Linked DNA regions of Mus musculus: region 1 is linked to region 2. A link is a contact called in public Hi-C data. All regions are on one chromosome and are shown on one strand. Each heading gives the region's core, a stretch centred on a gene start, on an enhancer-like site or on the middle of the called end of the contact. The rest is flanking DNA. Distances are from core to core; before and after follow the strand shown.

Region 1 (6,330 bases), core at 85-2,584, 200 kb before region 2:
TGGATTGGTGCATCCTGCTTTCCGTAGTAAGATGAGCTAAAGGGGCTGAACTGAAATATTCAGGCCCAGCCCGGTGATTTCCTCAGTGAATGAGTTCCACGAGTGCCACAGAAGAGTGGAACGTGGAGGAGAGAGAGTGGGACCGGCACAGGAAGCCAATAACCCAACTGGAAGGACAGACGGTTGCAAGGACAGGTGGCTGGACTTTCGAGCTGATATAACTCAGGCGACAAGTGAAGGCTAATTCGGGCTCAGGAGAGAGTAAGGAGTGGGCATACTTGGGACTTAGTGTGCTTCAAGCAACCGAAACTCCAACGAGAAAGTGGGCTGCCGAAGTGTCCAGACCAAGGGACTTCACCTTTCCCATAGAGTAGGAACTGGCAGGGTGAAGACGTGAGCAAAGCTGGCCTTCAGAAATGCAAGGCCTACGATGCCCTCTGGCAGAACGTAGGAGGGAGCTGAAATAAGAAGCCATAATAACATGGCACCCAGAGAAGCACTGTTTCTGTGGCCCGTCAGAGTAGTAGGTCTCAAGTGCCTGAACCACCAATCACTCACATCCCTCTTTCTAGCCGTGAGCAGCTGTGACCCAGACTTTAGGAGACACATTGCAATGGAGCCTGGGGGAGGATGGCAAGAGGGTTTTGCTGTCAGCAATTCACTTTATATACTGTTGTAACTCATTAAAGGAGTGTATTATTACTTGTATAAAGATAGCTTCAAAGACGGGGTAGAGTGGCTTTGACTCCTGAGCCTGGATCAGATAATACAATGGGAGCAGGGTGTTGGGGACTAAAAGGTGGGGATAATGAGGTCGCCACACTGCTTAAGCACTGTGTGACCTCCAAATGTCTGGTGTCGTGGCAACACTGTCCTCATAGCCTCCTTAACTTCTCCCTGCTAGCATCTTAGATACCATAATAAGGAAGTGCCCGATCCGAACAAAGGAGTATTATACAGACATTAAAAATGCATGAGAAAGCCGGGCGTGGTGGCGCACAGGCCTTTAATCCCAGCACTTGGGAGGCAGAGGCAGGTGGATTTCTGAGTTCGAGGCCAGCCTGGTCTACAAAGTGAGTTCCAGGACGGCCAGAGCAAAACCCTGTCTCGAAAAACCAAAAAAAAAAAAAAAGGGACAAGTTACAAAGCCTTGTTTCCCTCTACCCTGGAAACCTCTTCAAGTCCGCACCTAAGGTAAGGGTCAAATGCGTATCAAGGGACAAGCGTGGATAAGGATGGAAGACTCAAGGGACGCTTCATGATCACCTAACACTACTAGGAAGAGTAAGGTATTCTGAGCCATCAGGTTGTTACATGCCACACAAGGAAGTCCCTGGCTGGCAACCTGTCCATCCGGTCTGGCAACAGTCTCCTCCCCCTCACACCACCAGCTTGGCCTGCATGCCTCAGGACTGGCAGCCTAACCTCACAGCTGGGCTTTCTCATCTCCCAAAATTCCAGAGGGACACTATCACCCCAGAAGAAACTTGCCTGGTCTCCTTGGCTCCAAACCGCACACGCAGATGGAAGATGACTCTGCTGTACTTGAGAGTTGAGCACTCCGGTGAGGTTGGAGGTGGGGGGAACTATCTGCCAGCCTTCAGAGCCAGCCTGTTCCCAAAGGCTCAGCAGGTATTCCTGAGGCTGGGAGCCCTCAGGTGCTCACTGGTTCCTGTTCCCGATAGGCAGAGACATTGCTCCTCCAAAGGAGAAATGCTAACTCCCTCTCACAGCCTGTTGGCGACACAGACGGGACCCACAGCTGCCTTAGACAAGGAGCTGGAGTAGAAACAAGCCACAACCAGACTTGTGGACTGCGCAGCCAGAGTTAGCAGAGAGTTCTGCAGTGAAACAGGAGCCACTCTAGCCTGGCCCTACCTCGACGTCTAGCTTGACGATGACTAATGTCCTTGGCAAGATAGAAGCAGGGTCACAGAGATGCCACGAGAGTGCCCAGAAGTCTGCAGGCCCTTCCAGCAAGTGCTGAGCGAACCCTCCACCCAGGACTCATGTCTTGCAGACCCTCTCTCCATGAGTGATGGATCATTTTTACTCTATAAAAACATACAGCAAAGGGGCTGGAGAGATGGCTCAGCAGTTAAGAGCACTGACTGCTCTTCCAGAGGACTGGGGTTCAGTTCCCAACAGTTTACAACTACATGTAACTCTAGTTCCCGGGGACCCAACACCCTCACACAGACACACATGCAGGCAAAACACCAGTCAATGCTTATAAAATAAAAAGTGTTATTTTTTTAAGCATACATAAAAACGAATCAAACATTAATGAATCCATTAGAATAGTTTGATTAGATACTAATGAAGAATGAGAGGTAGCCAGTTTGTAAGGTCCTTCTGCTCTCCTTTTCTTTGGTGGTCTCGAGGCTCTGTTGGTGAGAGCCACAGTCACAGTTGGCTTCCTCCATGCTGGGTACCACAGACTCAGTCAAGATCTAAGAGACTAAAGTGTCCTGGGAAAGAACTTCAAATGATGTATTTCTTCTCCTGGTCTGCCGACTACAACCATGTTCTCTGAGTGTGCTGGGTAATTTTATGTCAACTTGATACAAGCTGGAGTCACTGGAGAGAAAGAAGCCTCAATTGAGAAAATGCCTCCATAAGATCGGGCTGGAGGCAAACCTGTAGGAAAATTTGCTAATTAGTGATTATGGAGGTTGGCCCAGCCCATTGTGGGTGGTGCTACCCCAAGGCAGGTGGTCCTGGGTGCTCTAAGAAAAGCAGGCTAAGCAAGCCTTATTAGTCAGGGTTGTCTAGAGTCACAGAACTCCTGGGTGCCTCTATATAGTAAGGGAACTTGTTAGAATGACTTATGGCCTGCAGACCAATTAATCCAAAAGTGGGCAGCTGTGAATGGGGAGCCCAAGAATCGAGGAGTTGCTCAGTCCCATGAGGTTAGGTGTTTCAGTTGGTCTCTGCATAAGCTGTTGTCCTGAAGAAGTAGGTTCCAACTGATGTGCTGTCAAGTAAGAGCAAGCAGGCAATGAAGAATGAACACTTCCTTCTTCCATTGTCCTTATGTAGGCCTCCAGCAGAAGGGATGGCCCAGATTGAAGGTGTGTACCACCATACCCGTATCTAAGGTGTTCTTTAGTTGGAATTTGCTGTCCCAGGTTGGCCTTGAACTAAGAGATCTGCTCATCTGCTGGGATTGAAGGTGTATATTACCTTTCATGGGCCTAAACTTTTCATGACCACTATGCTTCAAGATCCAGGTCAAAAAACCTGTGCTATCCCACGTCAAGATCTGGATCAAAAGCCTGTGTCTTCAAGCCTCAAGATCTGGATTCCAGGTGTGCCCTCCACTTCTGGATTGTAGTTCATTCCAGATAAGAGTCGAGTTGGCAACTGGGAGTAGCCACCACACAAGCCATGAGGAGCAAACCATAAGCAGCACTCCTCAGTGGTCTCTGCATCAGCTCTGGCCCCCAGGTGTCTGCCCTGTTTGAGTTCATGTTCTGATTTCCTTCAATGATGGTCATATGAGTAAGAAAGCCAAACAAACCCTTTTCTCCCCCAAGTTGCTTTGATCATGATGTTTCATCACAGCAGTAGTCATACTGGACACTGAGTAAATTATTTCAACTTCCTCACGAGTTTCCCCATCTGCAACGTCTTCCTTGTAAGGTGGTCATAGAGAGCACATACTTTAGACCATCAGACATGTATCTGAGCCACAGATGGACCATCAGACATGTATCTGAGCCACAGATGGACCATCAGACATGTGTTCAGGCCACAGGTGCTGCTTTGAGTGAGGAAGCTGCTGAATGACAATGTTAGATCTCCAGAAGGGAAACTGAGGCAGAAGTAAAAGAGGATGCAGTTGAGAATGGGGATAGAGAGGGAGATGGAGATGAGGATAGAGAAGATGGGGACAGAGATGGAGTTGGTGAAGATAGAGGAAATGGAGATGGGACGAGATGGAAGAGATGGAGATTGGATGAAGATATAGATGAGACAGGAGGAAGAGAGAGGGATGGGAGTGGAGGATACACACACAGAGCCCTGTTTGGCCACATCCATAAACAAGAAGAGCTCCTTGTCACTCCCACCCTGCTGACTCTAATCCACTGCCTCCCTCCAGACTGTGCCCAGGATCCAGAGCCTCTTCCAGGGCTCCACTCACTGTCTGCTACACACTGAGGGACAATACTGGGAGTTAAGTCACTACCATCTTGTACTAGAAGAAAATGGATATTGGCAAGGGCTCTGTATTTGGACAAGGAAAAACGAGCCACGTACAACAAAACAAAACAACACAAAACAAAACAAACCATCTAGCCCAGCAGTGGTGCAGTCAGCTGAGCCTGATGCTCTAGTTTGTTGGCAGGAGACTTAGGGACATGGAGATGGATGGAGGGCTGAGGGGGTGAGATGGGGATGGAGGGGGTGAGATGGAGGACAAAGGGGGTGAGATGGAGGAGGCAGGGGGTGAGATGGAAGACAGAGGTGGTGATATGGAGGAGTCAGGGGATGAGATAGAGGAAGGAGGGGGTGAGATGGAGGAGGCAGGGGGTGAGATGGAGGACAAAGTGGGTGAGATGGAGGAGGCAGGGGGTGAGATAGAGGACGGAGGGGGTGAGATGGAGGAGGCAGGGGGTGAGATGGGGATGGAGGGGGGTGAGATGGAGGACAAAGGGGGTGAGATAGAGGAGGCAGGGGGTGAGATAGAGGACAGAGGTGGTGATATGGAGGAGTCAGGGGATGAGATAGAGGACGGAGGGGGTGAGATGGAGGAGGCAGGGGGTGAGATGGAGGACAAAGTGGGTGAGATGGAGGAGGCAGGGGGTGAGATGGGGATGGAAAGGGTGAGATGGAGGACAAAGGGGGTGAGATGGAGGAGGTAGGGGATGAGATGGGGATGGAGGAGGTGAGATGGAGGACAAACGGGGTTGGATGGAGGATGGAGAGGGTGAAATGGAGGAGGCAGGGGGTGAGATGGAAGCAGAGTGGCTATGGAATGAGAATAGAGAAGCTAGGGACAGAGGTGGAGATTGAGGAATGAAGGTAGGAAGGAGGATAGAGGAGATCAGGATGGAGATAGAGAAGATTTGGGACGGAGAAGGGATGAAAATGGAGCTGGCTGGTGTATCATCAAGAAAGGACAAAGTGCTAGTTCTGAGTGTCTGTACAAGGGAGGCAGATCTCAAGCCTGTGGAGGGCTTGCCATTGCGTGCTGTCTCTCCAGTTTTGGTTCCAAAGAAGTGAAACAAAAGGAGGCACCATGGTGGCTATATCACTTATTTATTTCTCATTATTGTCACAAAATACATTACAAACGCAGCCCAGTGAAAAGAGGGTTTCCCTTGGCTCACAGTTTAGGCATGGTGGCAGGACCAAGAGGCAGCTGGTCACATCCATCTACAGTTAGGAAGCACACACACACACACACACACACACACACACACACACACACGAACAGATGGATGCGCATGCTCAGCTCAGGCTTTTACTTAGTCTGGGCAACCCCACTTCAATTTACCCGATTTAGATAATCCTTCAGAGGCATGTGCAGAATTTATCTGCTAGGTGACTCAAGATCCTGTCAAGTTGATAATATTAATCATTACAGTGGCCCAGGTTATCTGTCTGATGAAGAGAAGCAAGAGGGAGGAGGGGAAGGGTACAGACTGAAACACCCATATAATGAAGGGAAACGGTCCTCTCAGCTGTGTGTGTGTGTGTGTGTGTGTGTCCTCTGATGTTGCTGTCTCCAGGCTGGGCCCTGATGGACCACTTCCTGCCTGTGGCCCTGTTGGCCCTGTTGGTGTTTAAGGAAGAATGTAATTAAAGAGGGCTACTGGGTAACTTAAGCTTTAATTGCTGTGTTTATGCCTCCCTGAGCATAAGGAACCAGGCCTCCTCCCTTGGCTATGCCCAAGGCTGGCTCCACCTCTGGAGGAACACAAATGCCTTCCCTGAGTGGTGCACACCACACATGCCTGATTTAGTACAGTTAGGTTCTTCACAATAGAAGCATCTGTTAACTATAGAATTCAAACCTAAGGACATTTTATGTTCGTGAGATGAAAAGCCAGCCAGCCCTTTGTGGGGCCACAAGGCCTGCAACCTGGGGGCCATGCTATAGTGAGAAGCACAGGGACCTCGTATGCAGCTGGGCTCATTTGGCTTTAGGTTTGTTTCACCTCCTTGGCTGTTTCCTGAGGGGTACAGATAGCACCTCCCTTGAAGATTCTGACAAGAATTAGAGCTAATGTGAGCAGCACACACACACACACACACACACACACACACACACACACCCCTATGGTTTGACTCAACCTGTGAGTTAGCATGTTCTCATCGAGG
Region 2 (6,897 bases), core at 2,424-4,923:
TTCTGTCTTTCCAGCAGCCTCAAGGTGGGAGCACTGTGATGGGAGCACCGTGACTCACCACCCTTCTGTACAGATGAGGAAACCTACTTGTAGTTAAAATAAAATGTACCCACAACCACACAGCTGTCAGGGGGGCGTAAGCCACAGGAGAAGGTGTGAAGAGATGAGGGTGGCATCTTCACATATTTAAAGGGTTTCTAGGAGGAAGAGAAAAATGTGTTCTGTGTGGTTTCAGTCAGTGGTGCAAGTTGCGTGGAGCACATCTGCTCCTCTTCCTCTACAGTGACCGAGGGATTTTCCCTCCCATCCTCGGGATTTTCCCTCCGTTCTCTTCCATGAGACAGTGAAAGTAGCTCACCTTGAGCTCAGAAATCCTCCTGCCTCCGCCTCCTGAGCTGTTCTTTTCTTGGTACCCATCTTTTCTGCCCACTCCTGCAGGGCTTCACCAGCATGGCTCAGTGGATACACAGCAACATGCTTTGGGCAGACAGCACCTCTTTCCTCGGTCCCCAGCTTTTGTGACCCCATCCTCGATTGAGTCCTCTTTCCCTGCATGTAACAAATACATTTCTTTCTTCCTGCTTGATGCCTTTGTCCATGTTCACAAACGCCCTGGAGACCTGGGGTCTCCAGGTCCAAGCCCCTCTTCTGTGTCTCTGGTCCTGGGTGGTAATTTAAACCTTCTCTGATCTCTACATCTTTGTCGATGATACGCCCCGACCGACACCTGGCATCAGAAACTCAAGCAGACAAAACCCTACATTGCTTGACCCTGTAAACTGTCCCCGTTAACCTCACCATTTCTCTGGTAGGAACCTGCTTTCCAGGTCCTCCGGGTCTACACTCTGCTCTTCAGATGCTAAAATCAGCCCCATGTTGCAGTAACTTTTCACATCTTTTCCAGTCCCACAATGATCCTGGGATCATGGTCGCTCATTCTTTCTCTTGAATGCTCTGTCATCGCGGCCCCAAACCCCATGCCTCATGTCACATCCTCGAGTAAGAAGCTGTACGTTTCTTATTGGCTATCACTTAAGGGTCCACAGCAAATCCCACAGGTCCACAGCTGTTCCCAGACTTCCCAGCAGAACCTCTTCCTACCTACCTCACCAGGTCCGAGCGAGCCCCTCCTTGCGTATCAAACTCTCATGCACTCATTTTTCTGGGACAGCTTGTCAGTTGCTAGTTCCATTTCTACTCCTTTAAAGGGCACTTATAGTCCATCCTTCCCGCTGTGCGGTCCTTTCTCCTCAGCATACTCTCAAAGTCTTTTGCACTTTTCCGTTAAGGTAGATTTTTATCCTCACTGGAAAAAACATCTTCTGGGCCCATATCCACCTCTGCTTGCTCCCCTAGGTGCTTATGGGCTCAAAAGAAATGAACTAGTGCTGACAACTCGCCAAGTCCCCTCAGTGAGCTGGCTGACACCCGAAACCGAAGCATTGCAGTAGATTTAGGAGGGGAAACCAAAGCCTGGTAGTCTTCCCGAGGTCACAGGCTGTGAGTGTTGACCTAGGATATGAACTCAGTGTCCCCCAAACCATGATGACTGTGTACGATGGCAGTGGGTCCCAAGTCCATCTTTTCTTGGCAGCCTCGGGGAGCAACACTGCCAAGCCTGTGCATACCGATTGTCCTTTTCATTCTTTTCTAGAAGGGAGGTGGCACAGATGAGGTGTCATGGAGGCAGCCTTACCCCTGGCCATGTCTCAGGGAGAGTGGACAGGCACTGGGTGGGGGCAGGGGTGGGTCTGTGAGCTGAAAACTGTCTTGTTAGATTTCAGTGTTTATTAAAGGGACACACACACATATATGCATGTGCATGTGTGCACACACACATGTATGCACGTGTGTACACACACATGTATGCACGTATGCACACACGCGTACACACACAGAAATGAAACTCTTGATCTTAAAAATGTCAGGTTATATCTAGAAATTAAAAATATAGGAACTTCCTTGCTTTCCACCCCATTGAAGTTTTGTTTGTTTGTTTGTTTGTTTTAATTTTAGGATTTTGTGTGTTCTGATAGATGTGTACTCCTGCCACAGTATCTAGTGGGCAGAGGACAACTTTGTGCAGTTGGTTCTCCCCTTCCACTTTTATGTGCATTCTGGGAATCAAACCTAGGTCACCAGGCTTGCAGGGCAAGCACCGTTTCACCTTGAGCCACCTCAACAGCCCTGTTATTTGCATCTATTAGTTACAGATAATAATGGGTTCCATGACAATTGTCATGCCCGTATCTGATGGATTTTTTTTTCGTTTCACCTCCATTACCCTCTCTCGTCCCCCCTCCCACTCTTGTTGAGCATATGTGAGTGTGCACGTGCGTGTAAGTGTGCATGAGTGTGTGTGTGTGTGTGTGTGTGTGTGTGTGTCCCAGTGAGTTCCATTAGGGTTGGCTAGAAGTGTGGATGAAGGTTTGTTTATAGGAGTCTGGATGCCTTACCCATTGCTACATCACAGAAGACAATTTCTCCCCCTCTCCCATCAACCATTAACTGTGTGAATCCGCTGGGGGAGGGGGCAGGGTGTAGGGTTGGTTTTGTTCAAATAGGGTCTCATGTAACTTTTTGTTGTTGTTGTTTTGGTTTGGGTTTTTCAAGACAGGGCTTCTCTGTGTAGCCCTGGCTGTCCTGGAACTCACTTTGCAGACCAGGCTGGCCTCGGACTCAAAGATCCTCCTGCCTCTGCATCCTGAGTGCTGGGAGTAAAGGCGTGTGCCACCACTGCCCTGCTCTCGTGTAACTCATGAAGTCTTGCTTCGACAATCTTTCCATGGATTGAGTCCTTTTGTTCTGTCTTTGAGGGAATTTGTCTTCATGTTCTCTGTTTTATTGGCTAGGAACATCTTGCTGCAAAAATTCAGTTGTTTCAGAAAATTAGAGCCTTTTTGTTTTAATTGGTCCTACCAAGTTTCCCTATTTTATGACAAAGAGAAACATCTGGACTTTAAAAACAAAACCAAAAACATGTTGACAGGGAAAAAAAATACTAAAAGTTATGTGAAGAGGCTAAATCTGGGGCAGGGGGGTGGTGGTGGAGTAAAGACCAAGGGCAAGCACTCAGGAGAAGAGGCAGGAGGATCTCTGTGAGTCTGCTGCCAGCCTGGCCTCCAGAGTGAGTTCCAGGACAGGCAGGGCCACACATAGAAACCCTGTCTGAAAAACAAAACAAAAACAAAAACAAAATGATAATAACTTATATATTTATTATTATTTAGATTATTGTTGTTAATATTATTAAAATCAGTGTGTGGAATTATCAAAAAGAAATTGTGTCAGACTTGCCATTTTAGCCTGAGTGACCTTGGGAATTTATACAGATCTTTAAAAGGCAATACCTTCAGGTCAGCTGTAAGTGGGGAAGCCAGGCAGCAGAGTCAAGTGCCTCCATAGCTAGCCAGGCTACTCGTACGCTTCTCATCTGAGGACTGCCCAAATACACTGTCTACTTTTTTATTTTTAACATTTAAAATATTTCTAAGAGTATTTTTAGAGACTATTAATTGACTTGAGTTTTAAAGTGGGAATGGGACGTGCTGTGGTGCAGTGGAAAGAACAGTGGGTTGAAAAATCCCGAGCTCCGCATTCCAGAGCTGACCCTGCTCATGTGACCTTGGACAGAGCAAGCTGGCTTTCCCTTGGCTGGTTTTCTTCCTCTGTTTCTTGTTGTAACAGCGGCCTCTTGTGGTCCATATCATTAACAACAACCACCACTACCACTACTACCTCACCCCCCAGTCAATTTTGGATTTTTAAATTTATTTTTTATTTTTGGTTCTTTCCAGTGTTATATTTCATACTGTTAAGCCAGCAGACTTGTGTTCTCACAGATAAATCTTAGGAGGCAAAGGCAGGTGACAGCAGACAAATGGGCACCAAACCCATCTCTTAAACTAGTCTCTGTAGTTTCTTCCAAGCCTGACATGAACAAATTGCAGTTTATAAAAATGAAAATACTTCTGTGTCTCATCCATTGCTCTTCCTCCTAGGGACCCTGGGAAACGGCGTGCCAGGGCCTCCTCGTGCCCTAGCAGCTCAGACCTGAGCAGGAAGGAAACCAGGGCAGGTGAGTGTGCCTCTCTGCCCTCAGCATCATAGCAGATGAGAGTGCCTCTCCTCCTTCAGCATCCAGAGCAGGTGAGAGTGCCTCTCCTCCTTCAGCATCCAGAGCAGGTGAGTGTGCCTCTCCGCCTTCAGCATCCAGAGCAGGTGAGTGTGCCTCTCCGCCTTCAGCATCCTTCATTCTCAAGATCTTTGTGCTGTTAAACAGTGTGACTTGTTTTTCAAAGACAAATGTTAGGTGGAAGTCAAGGAGAGTCTAGAGTGCCACACCGAGCCCTTAGTAACTCTGTTCGACAACTTCAGGAACTGGATCCAACTTGCTCAGAAACCATTTGTTTTCTAAGTTTTCATTTTTCACTGCCGTCTTAAACCAGTATCCAGGTCTGCTGCCTTCAATGTAGACAGAAACTCACAGAAATTATAGCTTGAAGGTATCTGGAGGGTTTGTGTGCAGATTTAATATCAGTGTAAATCTAAACTTAAGTTCAAAAGCATTGCCCACTTAAATGAAGAAGGTTTTAATTCTTCAAGATTTTTTGTTTTTTGTTTTTGTCTTTAAAATAAAGAAAAAGATACAAATGTGGCACATTGTTAACATTGGACCAAACTAGTCAGGGTAGGACAGCTGTCTGTTACATTAAATGAAACTATATTATGAAAGCCCTTTAGGGACTTTATTCTGCCTGAGGAAATATGAAATAATACAGACCAATGGTTAGAAATGGTGCAAAGTCAGGCAGTGAGAAAAATGAGCCAGGGAACATTTGTTACACTATACCACTGTAACATTGTAACACTGTAACATTGTAACACTGTAACATTGTAACATTGACTGTACAACACAAGCAGCAGGTGAAACCTTAAGTTGTGGAAACAAGAGTTAGGGAGCTCTGTGTCACACCTAGAAAAACAAACATGCTGTCACCCCCATTTCAAAGGCTGGTGACCCCCCCCCCCATGGGGAAGGATCTAGATAAGGCAGGCATAAGAAGGTTTTAAGCCTTCAAGGTTTTTGTTGTTGTTGTTGTCTTTAAAATAAAAAGATACAAACGTAGCACATTATTAGCATTGAACCAAACTATTCAGGGTAGGACAGTGTCTGTTATATTCTTCATAGTTTTTTTTTTTCATTTCACACAAAAGTTTATGTCGGGCTCTATGAGTACACATCTATAATCTGAACATTTTGGAAACAGAGACAGGGTTATGAATTGCAGGCCATTCTGAGCTACAGTAAGACCTTGTCTCAACAAAAATAAAAAATGATGATAAATGATATCAATCTAGCACCGTGTAAAAGATGTTATCTTCAAACTAGCCCCTCACCAGTAAGGAGACAGTTAGTGGTCACCTGCAATGTATCTAGAACTCAGGAGAATCTAAGCCTTCCAATTCCCTAGACAACATTGTTGCTAAGGGGTTTACGTTTGCATGCTAAAAACACCAGCCAATGCTAACAATGTATCAAGCTGTTGGGTCCAAAGCTGAAAGCTGTGGTTAACAGCTATAACCACGGAGACAGCAGAATCTTCAAAAACAGGCAGTATTTCTTGCCTGACTTACCCAATTTTCCTGTTGAATCATTATTTTTATATTTAGCAAGCAGTGAACCTAGATGAAAGTCCTTTTTAAAATTTGAAGTTGTTCCCCAAGACTGGGCCACACTGTGTGTTTGTAGACATGCTTCAGTTTCTAGAATTCACTGGGGATAGGGTATGGAATGGAGGTGATGGGGGCAGTGAGGACCACATGGGGATACAGAAGCAAGGCCATAGCAAGACACAACCACATTAGTGGGGATTCCTGGGAGACGACCGAGAAGAAATTCTTATACCACAGTGTTTAGCTAACTTCTCAAAATGAGTCTGAGAAGTCTCAGAAGGGTCTGGAGGTAACTAAACTTGGGTGATTTCTGACTCATCTTGATAATCATTTCTTCCTGGGGGGAGCATGTTGACTGATTTCACTCTTCCTGGGGAACTAGTTGATCGCTCAGCTTTACATTGAAAAGCACACTGTGTAGGGGTTTCGTTTTGGTTTTTTGTTTTTTTTTTAAGACCACATGGATTTAAAGCCTGAATTTCTAGTAATTTGGGGTTTTGATGTGTTAGAGCAGGTTCCTACTCCAATAGATGATGCCACAGCTCAATGTCAGAGTCTTTTTCTCGAACCCTTTACCATATTTTTTGAGATGGTCTCTCGTTGGACATGGAGCCACATTCTGGCCACACTGAGCTGGTCAGTGAGCTCGCAGGATCTGCCTGTTTCTGCTCCTCTGCTCTGGGGTTACAGCACCATGCCTGGCTTCTTTTATATGTGCTGGGGATCCAAGCCTGGGTCCTGAAGCTTGCAGCAGCAGGTGCCTTACCCACCGAGCCATCTCCCCAACCTGCTTTCTAGCAAATTTAAGTGTTTCCTATATATGTCAAGGAAATTGACTGTTGTTGACTTAACAACTTCTGGCTTTTTGTTTGCCTTCTTCAATACTGAGTCTGTTCATATCCTTTGGCCTCTAAGTGGATTAATTACCTAGGACTATGAGCGGCGGTCTTCTTATACTGCGTGGCTATTTGTATTTACTTTTAGAATTACATGCTTGTTTGTTTTGTTTGTTTAATGTGAGTACATGGTTGCTCTCTTCAGACACACCAGAAGAGGGCATCGGATCCCATAGCAGATGCTTGTGAGCCACCATGTGGTTGCTGGGAACTGAACTCAGGACCTCTGGAAGAGCAGTCAGGGCTCTTAACCGCTGAGCCATCTCTCCAGCCCCATGTGCATGTTTTATCCAGTTCAAGCACACTCAAAAATCCAAAAAGCAGA

Evidence for each region. A called contact is a pair of places that touch in the nucleus more often than the background predicts.
Region 1: a Hi-C map of myocytes shows a contact between it and region 2, with 4 times the contacts expected there. The contact joins two enhancer-like sites. A contact is called at or near these places in 1 of 39 promoter capture datasets (the C10 cell line), 13 of 484 Hi-C or Micro-C datasets (the Ba/F3 cell line, the G1E-ER4 cell line, the HPC-5 cell line and 6 more), 6 of 115 datasets of contacts at active chromatin or transcription factors (cardiomyocytes, embryonic stem cells and large pre-B cells) and 4 of 9 other capture datasets (adipose tissue, embryonic stem cells, liver and 1 more).

What each region holds. Positions count from the first base shown.
Region 1 is chr10:42,173,540-42,179,869 of GRCm38.p6, reverse strand. No RefSeq gene overlaps it. Among named protein-coding and RNA genes, the nearest start is that of Gm40630, 95 kb to the right of the region's middle. Within about 2 kb of position 1,334, at least 27 of the 459 cell types and tissues checked have an H3K27ac peak or open chromatin away from gene starts, as enhancers often do. A contact at or near this core is called in myocytes, where this site is marked.
Region 2 is chr10:41,977,702-41,984,598 of GRCm38.p6, reverse strand. It overlaps Armc2 (armadillo repeat containing 2), which reads left to right. Exons shown (of 18, transcript NM_001034858.3): 6 at 4,002-4,078. Among named protein-coding and RNA genes, the nearest start is that of Gm33058, 22 kb to the right of the region's middle. Within about 2 kb of position 3,673, at least 66 of the 459 cell types and tissues checked have an H3K27ac peak or open chromatin away from gene starts, as enhancers often do. A contact at or near this core is called in myocytes, where this site is marked.